Linked DNA regions of Macaca mulatta: region 1 is linked to region 2. Evidence: chromatin contacts called from public Hi-C data. All regions are on one chromosome and are shown on one strand. Each heading gives the region's core, a stretch centred on a gene start, on an enhancer-like site or on the middle of the called end of the contact. The rest is flanking DNA. Distances are from core to core; before and after follow the strand shown.

The links. Hi-C and Micro-C count contacts between places; a contact is called where the count stands out from the background.
Region 1: a Hi-C map of CD4 T cells shows a contact between it and region 2, with 4 times the contacts expected there. The contact joins the promoter of TEX264 here to the promoter of MANF in region 2. A contact is called at or near these places in 4 of 14 Hi-C or Micro-C datasets (CD4 T cells, fetal cortex germinal zone, fetal cortical plate and 1 more).

What each region holds. Positions count from the first base shown.
Region 1 is chr2:115,141,074-115,145,840 of T2T-MMU8v2.0, reverse strand. TEX264 (testis expressed 264, ER-phagy receptor) reads right to left here and starts at 2,622. Exons shown (of 5, transcript NM_001266193.1): 1 at 2,581-2,622.
Region 2 is chr2:114,855,633-114,860,099 of T2T-MMU8v2.0, reverse strand. MANF (mesencephalic astrocyte derived neurotrophic factor) reads right to left here and starts at 2,535. Exons shown (of 5, transcript XM_015130831.2): 1 at 2,490-2,535; 2 at 2,290-2,487; 3 at 1,391-1,518. The coding sequence starts at 2,520. LOC114676355 (a long non-coding RNA gene) reads left to right here and starts at 2,955. Exons shown (of 2, transcript XR_003727309.2): 1 at 2,955-3,170.

The DNA of each region.
Region 1 (4,767 bases), core at 1,373-3,872, 290 kb before region 2:
AACCACGCCACCAGCCCAGCCTCCCCAAGCCTCAGGGAGGACTGCCAGAGGGAGGACTGGCAAATGCTAGGGTTCAAACACTTATTAATGAACAGGGAGACAAACCATACCGAACAAAAACCCGTGAGGGAAAATGTGCCTCAGGAAGAGAATTCCATAAGAAACTCTCCTTTTCTAAGTACATCTGGCCTTCAGGGACCTTGCAATCCAGCAAGCTCACCCATCCAGAACCAGAGGAAAGACCAGAGCAAAACGGCCTGAACAGCTAGAACAAAGTCCAACACTAAGCTTCCCAGACTTGAACCACCAATGTTAACAAGCTTCATCCCAATTTTCCAGCCCATAGAAGAAACAGTGAGGAGTAAGAGGAAAAGGCTGCTAAAAGGGGAGTCGCATAGCAGGAAGAAGTAAAAATTATCCATAAGAGGAAAAGAAGCTGTTCAACAGCAGGCCCAGGAACGTAACACAGAGGCCAGTGTGTGAGCTATTCAAGGCAGGCTGCCTAGGTCTTCAGGCAGCTTGGGGTCAGAGGCCTAACCCTCTTACAAGGAGGGCTTGACCTGAGTTGCCCAGGCGGGGGGAATAAATCACAGCCCAGAGAAGACTGTTTAAAGAGGAAGGGAGCCATGTGACCCACTGGGGGGACATTCCCACCTCAATTATTTAAAAGTAATATTTAACATTTAAAAAGTTTTGAAGCTGAAAAGGCCACACTGCAGCTTTGTGGAAAACTTAGCTCTGTGTAATTATTTCTTCCCTGTGGGTGCTGGGTGTTGATTTTATGCAAAAAAAAAAAAAAAAAAAAAAAACCGTCTTTGGAGTCAATGAGCACACAGTATTTGCTCACAAAGAGGCAAAGTAAATTTCTAAACTTTTTGTGTCAGGAAATTGAGGTGTTGCCCACTAGTCTCACCCATCTGTGCTTCTACCCATCAGTATCTCTCTCTTTTCTGCCTGTCCTACTCATCTCATCTCCAGTTACTTTCATTCCAATTTTATTTGATAATGATGAGAAATCTTCCACAGAACACTTACTATATGCCAGGAACTGTCTAAATGTTGAAACACAGCTACTTCATTACCTTAAAGCAATCAAGAGGTAGGTAAGGCTAAAGGTACAAGTGGTTAGAGGTTAAGAGACTTGCCTAAGGTAACACAGGTATTAAACAGAGCCACGTGGACCAAAATGCAGGCAACACAAGCCCAGACACTCTGACTCCAGGCCCCCATTTCCACTTTCTCTCTCTTCTCTGGTGACTGGCTTCCAGAAAGGCTCAAGCATTAAATCCTTGTTGGACATCTCTGAGCCCAAAGCTGGAAAACTCTCAGCATCTAGGCCCCCACTTGCCTTGGGAATGACAGACTCTCACCCTGATCTGCCATTTCAGCTGAACACTTCCTGTCTCCTCAAGGAAACTTAGTATCTACCTTTCTCTTCCTCTCACTTCCCAAACTGCTCAGAAAGGGGGGGGGGGGGAATGCACCTGTGCGTCTCAGAGGCTTGGTCGGCACGGGGAGGCGTAACATGAATTTCCCCTATATTCAAAAGTAAAGGAAGACGGTCTGGGAGTTCACCTGAAATGCCAGGCTCACTTTTAGTAACTGCTTGCATCCAGTGCGGCAGGAGCCGAGCGCTCCAGTGCTGGGAGCTGAAAGAACAGCCACCCCTGCCCAGGAAATAACCACTGAGCCGACCATCGTGCCCTGACTACCCTCCTCAGGGAAAGCCTACCGGGGCCTCTAAAGCACCGTCGTCCCATTCTCAAACCCTTTGGGGGAAATCAGAAGCTAAACCTAGCTTTACAAGGTCAGGGCTCTTCACTGGAGCTCTGGTCACGCCCCTCTTCCTGGAGGGCTCCAACCACACTTGGCGCTCAGAAACTGCCGCTGCCGCCGACCTTGGGCAGACTGCGCCCTCCCTCTAGCCTCGGTTTCCCCTCCGCTCGGAGGCCCGGCATGAACGCGTGCGGCCGGTGCCGGCGAGCGTCAGGGATGGCTGCGCCCAGCCGGCTTCCTGGTGCCGCTCACATGCGAGGCGGCGGAGGGCCGGGCCCTTAAACGGCCCCAGTCCTAGGCTAAACTTCGGTGCTAGCAGGCAGCGGGTGGACTATGGTGGGTCGGGGACCGCCGCCTCCCACTTTCGGATTCCAGCCCCTGCTCATCCCGGGCCTCGCCTATTTACTCAGAGCCTTTCTCTTCGCCCACCTCCTCACGGAGCCCCACGCACATCTGTAACTTAAGGGACGCTAAAGTTTGCAGCCCAGGCTGCGAGGCGCGGCCTTGGGGGACAGGGGCGGAGTTAAAACGCGACTCGCGCCTCTTTCCCCCACCTCCACGGCCCCGGGGCATGCCCTGCACCGGTGGCCGCCGCAGTGGGCTGCCCGTAAGAGTAGGGGCTGCCCCAACGTCGCATCCAGGCCCTCGGACCCGAGGCCATCTGTGGGCAAGACGATGCAAAGAGCGGCCCGGGCCGCGGGGGTCACGGAGGGGACACGGGGAGTCCTGAGGTCGCGCCAGGGCGGACAGGGGTCCCAGACCTACGCCCCAGCGGGTATGCCTCTTCTCTGGCCCGGCCCTCACCTCAGCAGCCGCCCGCTGCGGACGCCGATCCGCGCAGGCGGCTCAGGGCTCGGTTACGGAGCCTGCGCGCGCCCGCCGCGCACGCTCGCTCCGCCCCCTCTCGCGGCGGGACGTGGCCGTGGCCGTGGGCGCGTGCGCGCGGGAACCCGAGAGCGGAGCCTGCCCCGCCCCGTCTCCATGGCAACGGGCGTGCGCCTAGTCCCAGCGCCAGCTGCGGCGGAACCCACGGCGTACCTTCCCGCCTCCAACAAACTATCCGGTTGCTGAGGTTGATTTAGCAACACCCCCCGGCATCTGGGTTGCCAGGAGCACCATAATGACAGCCTGGCCCAGGCTTGGGTACGGGAGGCACCCCAGTGGTCCGCAGTAGAGGGCCAGGCTGGGGACCAGGGAGCTGGGGCTGAGGAGAATTTGTACAGGCTAAGGAGGTGCAGCACAGCAGTATCAGCCTCTGGCATTTGTACCACCTTTAGTCCTGCCACTTTCTCTCACTGTGGCTTCACAACAGACTTGGGAACCAAGCAAGGCATACACAGCTGAGGAAGCTGAAGCCCAGTCTGGGCTCGCGGAAGAAACTGGTGGATCCAATCTCTGCGTAGTGCAAATATCTGCTTCCTGCCTCTGTCCACCCATTCCCACTTCCGTGAGTACATTCATCCATGCAACACTTATTATCACTCCTTGCCAGGACAGTTCTAGGGGCTGGGGATAGAGTGAACAAAACCAAGGCACCGCCCTCCTGGAGTTCACGTTCCATGGGAATGCCCTTCTTCCAGGCTCCTCCCTCAGTGCCCGGGTTGTAGCTGGGGGAGGCTGGTCTACTTTTCTGGTTTAGCGATAACTTACGTGATTCCCACATCAAGTGTAAGCTCCTTGATGATTGGTTCAATCTTCGCCTCAAATTTCTGAGGACCTACAAACTACAAAGCACTCTTCTAGGGGCCCAAAGATAAAACGCTCCCCTAGTGAGAGTCCCGGACTTTTGGTGGGAGGTGGGGAACGTGACAACTATGCTTCTAAGCTTGGCTACAAGACCGGCGAGGCCAAGAGCTACTTTGGTATCCTGACAAGGACTGATGTTTGGGAGGGGATCCAGCAGATGGGAACACCACGAAGGTGGTGGTGGGAAAAGTCAGCAGTCACAGGGTGGTTCACCTTGTGGATCCCCACTACTGCACCAGCAAAGAGCAGGCTGGGCACACAGAGGCAGTCAGAATCCCAGCTTCCTTTCCCTGTGCTTCACATTCTTCCTTCTGCAGGCAGGGGAGATTGAACTTTATCTACAGGGCCAAGCCTGTCCCAGCTCTCTAGGCACACTGGCAGAACAGGCAGCTGGACCCTCACAGGCACTCCGGGCTGGGCCAGTGCAGGTCGCAGCAGTTGTTTTACCTATGAACATCAAGCACATGGTCAAACCCTCAGCTTAGGTGCCCCAGGCAGGCGGGCTACACACTTAGAAGCATTTCCTTTGACACAACGAGCGGCCATGGCCCAGGCTCAGAGACTGACAGCCTCTGCCTTCGGGGTCTGCGTGGTCATTTCTCCTGCTTCTCAGAAGGTGGTGAGCTTTTCCCAGGAAACCATTATAAGGAGGTGCCCATTCTTTATCTTGTTCTCTCTGCTCACTTCCTTTAGCCTGACTGGGGAACTCTAGAGCCCCACATCAGAGTTCAGCATGTGCCTCAGGAGCTTCAGCACCTCTTTTGTGGAAGGAGAGTCCGCTGGTGACTGGAGCTGCAGGCCATCACATCAGCCTGCCCAGCTTCACCTCAGGCTGCTTCCAACAGTGCCAAGTGAAGTCCCTTGGCAGGATCCCTGCAAGGCAGCGGCTGGCCACCAGGAGGCAGCAGCCTACTCTGCAAGGCACTTTCTTTACTCCAACCCCTTGTAACAAGTTGGAGGAAACAAGTTCGCCCAGCCACCTGCTACCACCCTCCACTCCCAATCTTTTTTTTTTTTTTTTTGAGACAGAGTCTCGCTCTGTCGCCCAGGCTGGAGTGCAGTGGCGCGATCTCCACTCACTGCAAGCTCCGCCGCCTCCCAGGTTCACACCATTCTCCTGCCTCAGCCTCCCAAGAAGCTGGGACTACAGGCCCCCACCACCACGCCCGGCTTATTTTTTTTTTTACATTTTTAGTAGAGACGGGGTTTCACCATGTTTTGCCAGGATGGTTTCAATCTCCTGAC
Region 2 (4,467 bases), core at 1,286-3,785:
CTGCATCAAGAAAGGACAGTGGCCTTCAGGAGGTGCTTGAGAGCCATCGCCTCCAAACATACTGACACCTTGAAACATCATCTCTCTGGTAGGGCCTAACTTTTTTTTTTTGAGATAGGGTCCCCCTGTCGCCCAGGCTGGAATGCAGTGGCACGATCATGACTCCCTGCAGCTTCAATCTGTTGGGTGGTGATCCTTCCCACTCAGCCACCCTAGTAGCTGGGTCTACCAGTGTGGGCCACCACATCCAGCTAATTAAAACTTTTTTTTTTTTTTTGAGACAGAGTTTCGCTCTGTCACCCAGGCTGGAGTGTAGTGGCATGATCTCGGCTCACTGCAACCTCTGCCTCCCAGGTTCAAGCAATTCTCCCTGCTTCAGCCTCCTGAGTAGCTGGGATTAGAGACGCCTGCCACCATGCCTGGCTAATTTTTGTATTTTTTAGTAGAGACGGGGTTTTGCCATGTTGGCCAGGCTGGTTTTGAACTCCTGACCTCAGGTGATCCACCCACCTCGGTCTCCCAAAGTGCTGGGATTACAGGTGTGAGCCACCGTGCCCAGCTTAAACATTTTTTTGTGGAGATGGGATTTCACCACTTTGCTCAGGCTGATCTCAAACTCCTAAGCTCAAGCAATCCTCCCACCTTGGCCTCCCAAAGTGCTAGGATGACAGGCATGAGCCACCGCACCTGGCCCACAGCTGCATTTTTCAGTGCCCTGCCTGTACTGGTAGTCAGATTCAGTCAGTGTAAACCCTGGACTCTTAACACATGCTCAGTCCAAGCTGGCAGCCACCAAATGAGTTTAAATGTCACCAGGGTTCAAACCTTTAACAGATAAGCCAGAGACTGCCAGGGAAATTAAAGTTAGAAAACCCATTGCTTCACTAGGGCTCTTGTCTTGATTTGGCCCTTGCCTATCCTGTGGGCACCCTGTCACCTTCTCCTGTCCACATACATGCCAAACTCGTTCAGGCCTCTGGGCACTCACACTGCTGTTTCCTGTATGGGATGTTCTTATCTCACTTCAATGATAACCTTTCCTCAGAGACTTCATGGCCACTCTAAATCAGCACCTAATGGTCCATTTTCTTCATGACACCCAGACACTGCATTATTTGTGTGCCTGACTGTCACTTCTTTCCCCTGATACTCCCAGTGCCCAGCACATAGTAGGTGCTTAATAAGGACTAACAGGATTAAAAAAAAATCACAGTTGCAGAATACATGCCTGCTTTGGGAAGGACATAGAAACACTTCAGTCTCACGTTAGTTTATGGAGAGTAGCTGGCTTCCTGAATAGACAGGCGGGCAAGGCCTTTTATCAAAAGGCTAGTGAAGCTGAGGGTTAACATGAGCCAGGGCCAGTTGGGGAGGGTCACCAACTACTTACCAACCGATTCTCTTTGCCTCTTGCTTCTCGGCAGAACTTTATAAGCTCGTTTTCAATAGTGGCTGGTGAGAATGTGACATCTCTGTCTTTGAGGTCCTGGTAAAATCTTCCCAGATAAGAAATACAAACTGGAAAAGAGAGGGACGGGAGATGCTCAGCAATCACCAAGCTGTTCCAATCCACCAGGAAGGAACTCCGCCAACAATTTTAATAGGAGACATGAGGATGAATCATTAGAGGTGAGCTTTTCCATCACCGATTTTTCTCAGTTGCCTACAGGTAGACGGAACCCGGTTCAAGGTGGCAGGGGTCCCCTGGTACACCCAGGTAATCAAAAGACCAAGCATCACCCAATGACCTATAAACGACTCCTCCCTGCTCCTTTCATCAAGTTTAAGCCCATGGTGAACACGTGTCCTTGAGACGGGACTCACTGTGACCTCGTAAATGGAGAGACTGGAAGGTGAGGAGAAAAACCATCAAAATGCTGCTGCTAATTTCCAAATACAACAGCGCACCCAGAGGTGCAGCTTCGTGATCCCAACAGACAGGGCGCAGCACCCACGGCCAGCCCTGGGGCTCCCGACGTCGGACGGGGAGCGGTAACCTCTGGACGGTGGTGGGGACAATAACTCAGGCGTGATGGAGATTTCAGGCCAAGTTTTCAACGGGATCTAGTCTCAACTTTTCCTCGTCGGACCAATGTTTTCTAGGCCCGGGCAAGATTTACTAGGGCGGGCGCCGAAGCCTCCTCGTGCAGGCCCCGCCGGGACCCCCCGTCGCCCCCGCCCCCGCCCTCGCCCCCGCCCTCTTGGCCCCCGCCGTCTGGTGATTTTGTGGGGTTCAGCGCCGTCGCCAGAACGGTCACGGAGCGCGGCCCCAGGCCCCCCATCCAGCACCTTCGCAGTCGCCTGGCCGCAGCGCCCGGCCGCCCGGCAGCACGCTCAGAGCCAGCGCCACCGCCAGCCCCTGCGTAGCCCACATCCTCCTCCTCCTCCTCCGCCGCTGCTGCCGCCGCCGACCGACTAAACCGCACCCGCCGCGCCGCGCCGCCTCCAAGTCCCGGCCGCGCGCCGTAGCTCCCCATTGGCGGGGGGCCCTCCGCGCCCTCCCACACGCCACATCTCCATTGGTCCATAAGCCGTGGAGCCCAGACGGGCGGCTCCACGCTACCCTCCCTCATTGGCTGGTGGTGTCTGAGCCCTAGACAGTTGTCGGCCGCTGATTGAACCCGGGCCGGCCGCAGGAAGCGGCTACAGCAGCGACGGAAGCGGCGTGGGCCACCATATTGGGTAAGGGCAGCGACTCTACTGAGGCTGGGTACCGCTAGCTGAAATGGGGTTCGCCACTGCCTTACATCTGTTGAGTTGACCCGCGTACCCCTGCTCTGGGCCCCAGGCTTGCTCGAAAAACCCTGCGGATTTCCTCGCCCGGACTCCGACTCGTGGCGCAGTTGTTCTGGGGTCAGCCAAGACAGCAGGTTAGGCAGGGAGGGCGGGCGACCGCAGGCAAGACTCAAAAGTTTCTTTCCTTTTTTCTTCTTTCCTACGCGTGGGCAACGGACCCAACCTTTGGAAGCCCATCTGCTGAACCTCCACCTGACCAGAGCCCGCCGTGCGTAGGCTGACAGGAGACGTGCGGGGTGGACGGACTGCGGGACATCCGGAGGAAGGGCTCAAGGCGCGCCAATCTCAAAGCTGGGCCGCCACTCTAGACCGTGGAGGGCAGCGCCCGGGCCGGATCATCGGTCGAGGATATGGGGTCGCCTCAGCGTGGGAAGGTGAGGGGCTCGGGAGGTGCCCTTACAAGCTCAGAAGCGTGGCTCAGTGGCTGGCCCGCCTTCTCCTGCCTCCCCGCTAGGCCTTCGGGGTCCCCTGTTGCTGAGGGGCCTCCTGAGTGGGGTCCCGGGGATCAGCAGAGAAGCACTGGAGGATGTTTCCATTTCGACTGCCCTCCTTTCAAGTGCCCCCCTGGCTTCCTGCGTTGGGGAAGGGTTGGCTCTACTCAGTGCAAAAAGGACATGTCTATGGGGCTAAAAAGGGCTTGGAGCCCGGCGACAAGGGTTGGAGAGGGGCACATCCTCCGCTCCCATTCAGTGAATTCAGTGGATCATTATCAGATATTCATCTTTAATTCACATCACAGCAGTCAAGGAAGTGGGGAAAGGGGGAAAAAATCAAGTGGCAGATATTTACATCTAAAATTCACATTACTTGTTGGATTTTGAACATGCTACCACAATATATACAGTAAAATACCTCTTGGGACAATGGTACAAATTTTGTTTCCTTTAACTTTGCTTTTCTGGTACAGGTAAGATCATTTTTAAATCACTTGTTTTCTTTAAACATGAATACACAAAAGAATGGTTAGAAGTTTTCTTGTTTTAAATAAGCACAGAATGCGTGAGGTTAAAAACACATTTATAGTGCTGAATACCAATTGGACATCACACTCTATACATTTTTTGCTCAAATTCCTGTACAAATACACAGCATTCAAATAGGTATTTACAAATAAGCTTGAAAGAATGAAAATCAGTATTTTACAATCTTCTCAAAGGGTTCTCATCTCTGGCCTCCCATTTCCCCTCAGACTGAATAATTCTCCAACAAAAGGGATTTCAGAATGTGTCCTTTTCATTCAGTTAGGGAAAATGGAAAGGGGAAACAAACGGTTTCAACTTGCATAATGCGAAGCCAAATGAACCCATACTCCCCTCCTTACCTCTTGTGCCACGAAGTGGAGAAGGTAGCTGTTCTTATGGGATGACTGCCTTGTCCAGGGATTGACGTTCAGAAGTGCCTTAAAATCTAAGCCCTCCTACCTATGAATCAAATCTGAAGCTAGCCCCGACCCTCTAACACCTGTGAACACCAGATGCTCCAGAGATTGAAGCTTGCAAATAAATGTAGGCTGAGAAGCAGGCCAGCCCTTTGAGGTGAGGGCTGCTGTGACTGACCCACATCCTCAGCAGCCTTCTGCCCCACTCTGCCTGGAGTGAGCCTAATGGTATCAGAAGGGACCCACACTGATGATAAAGCCCCAGAAAAACCCTGAAGGTAATTTAGACCTCC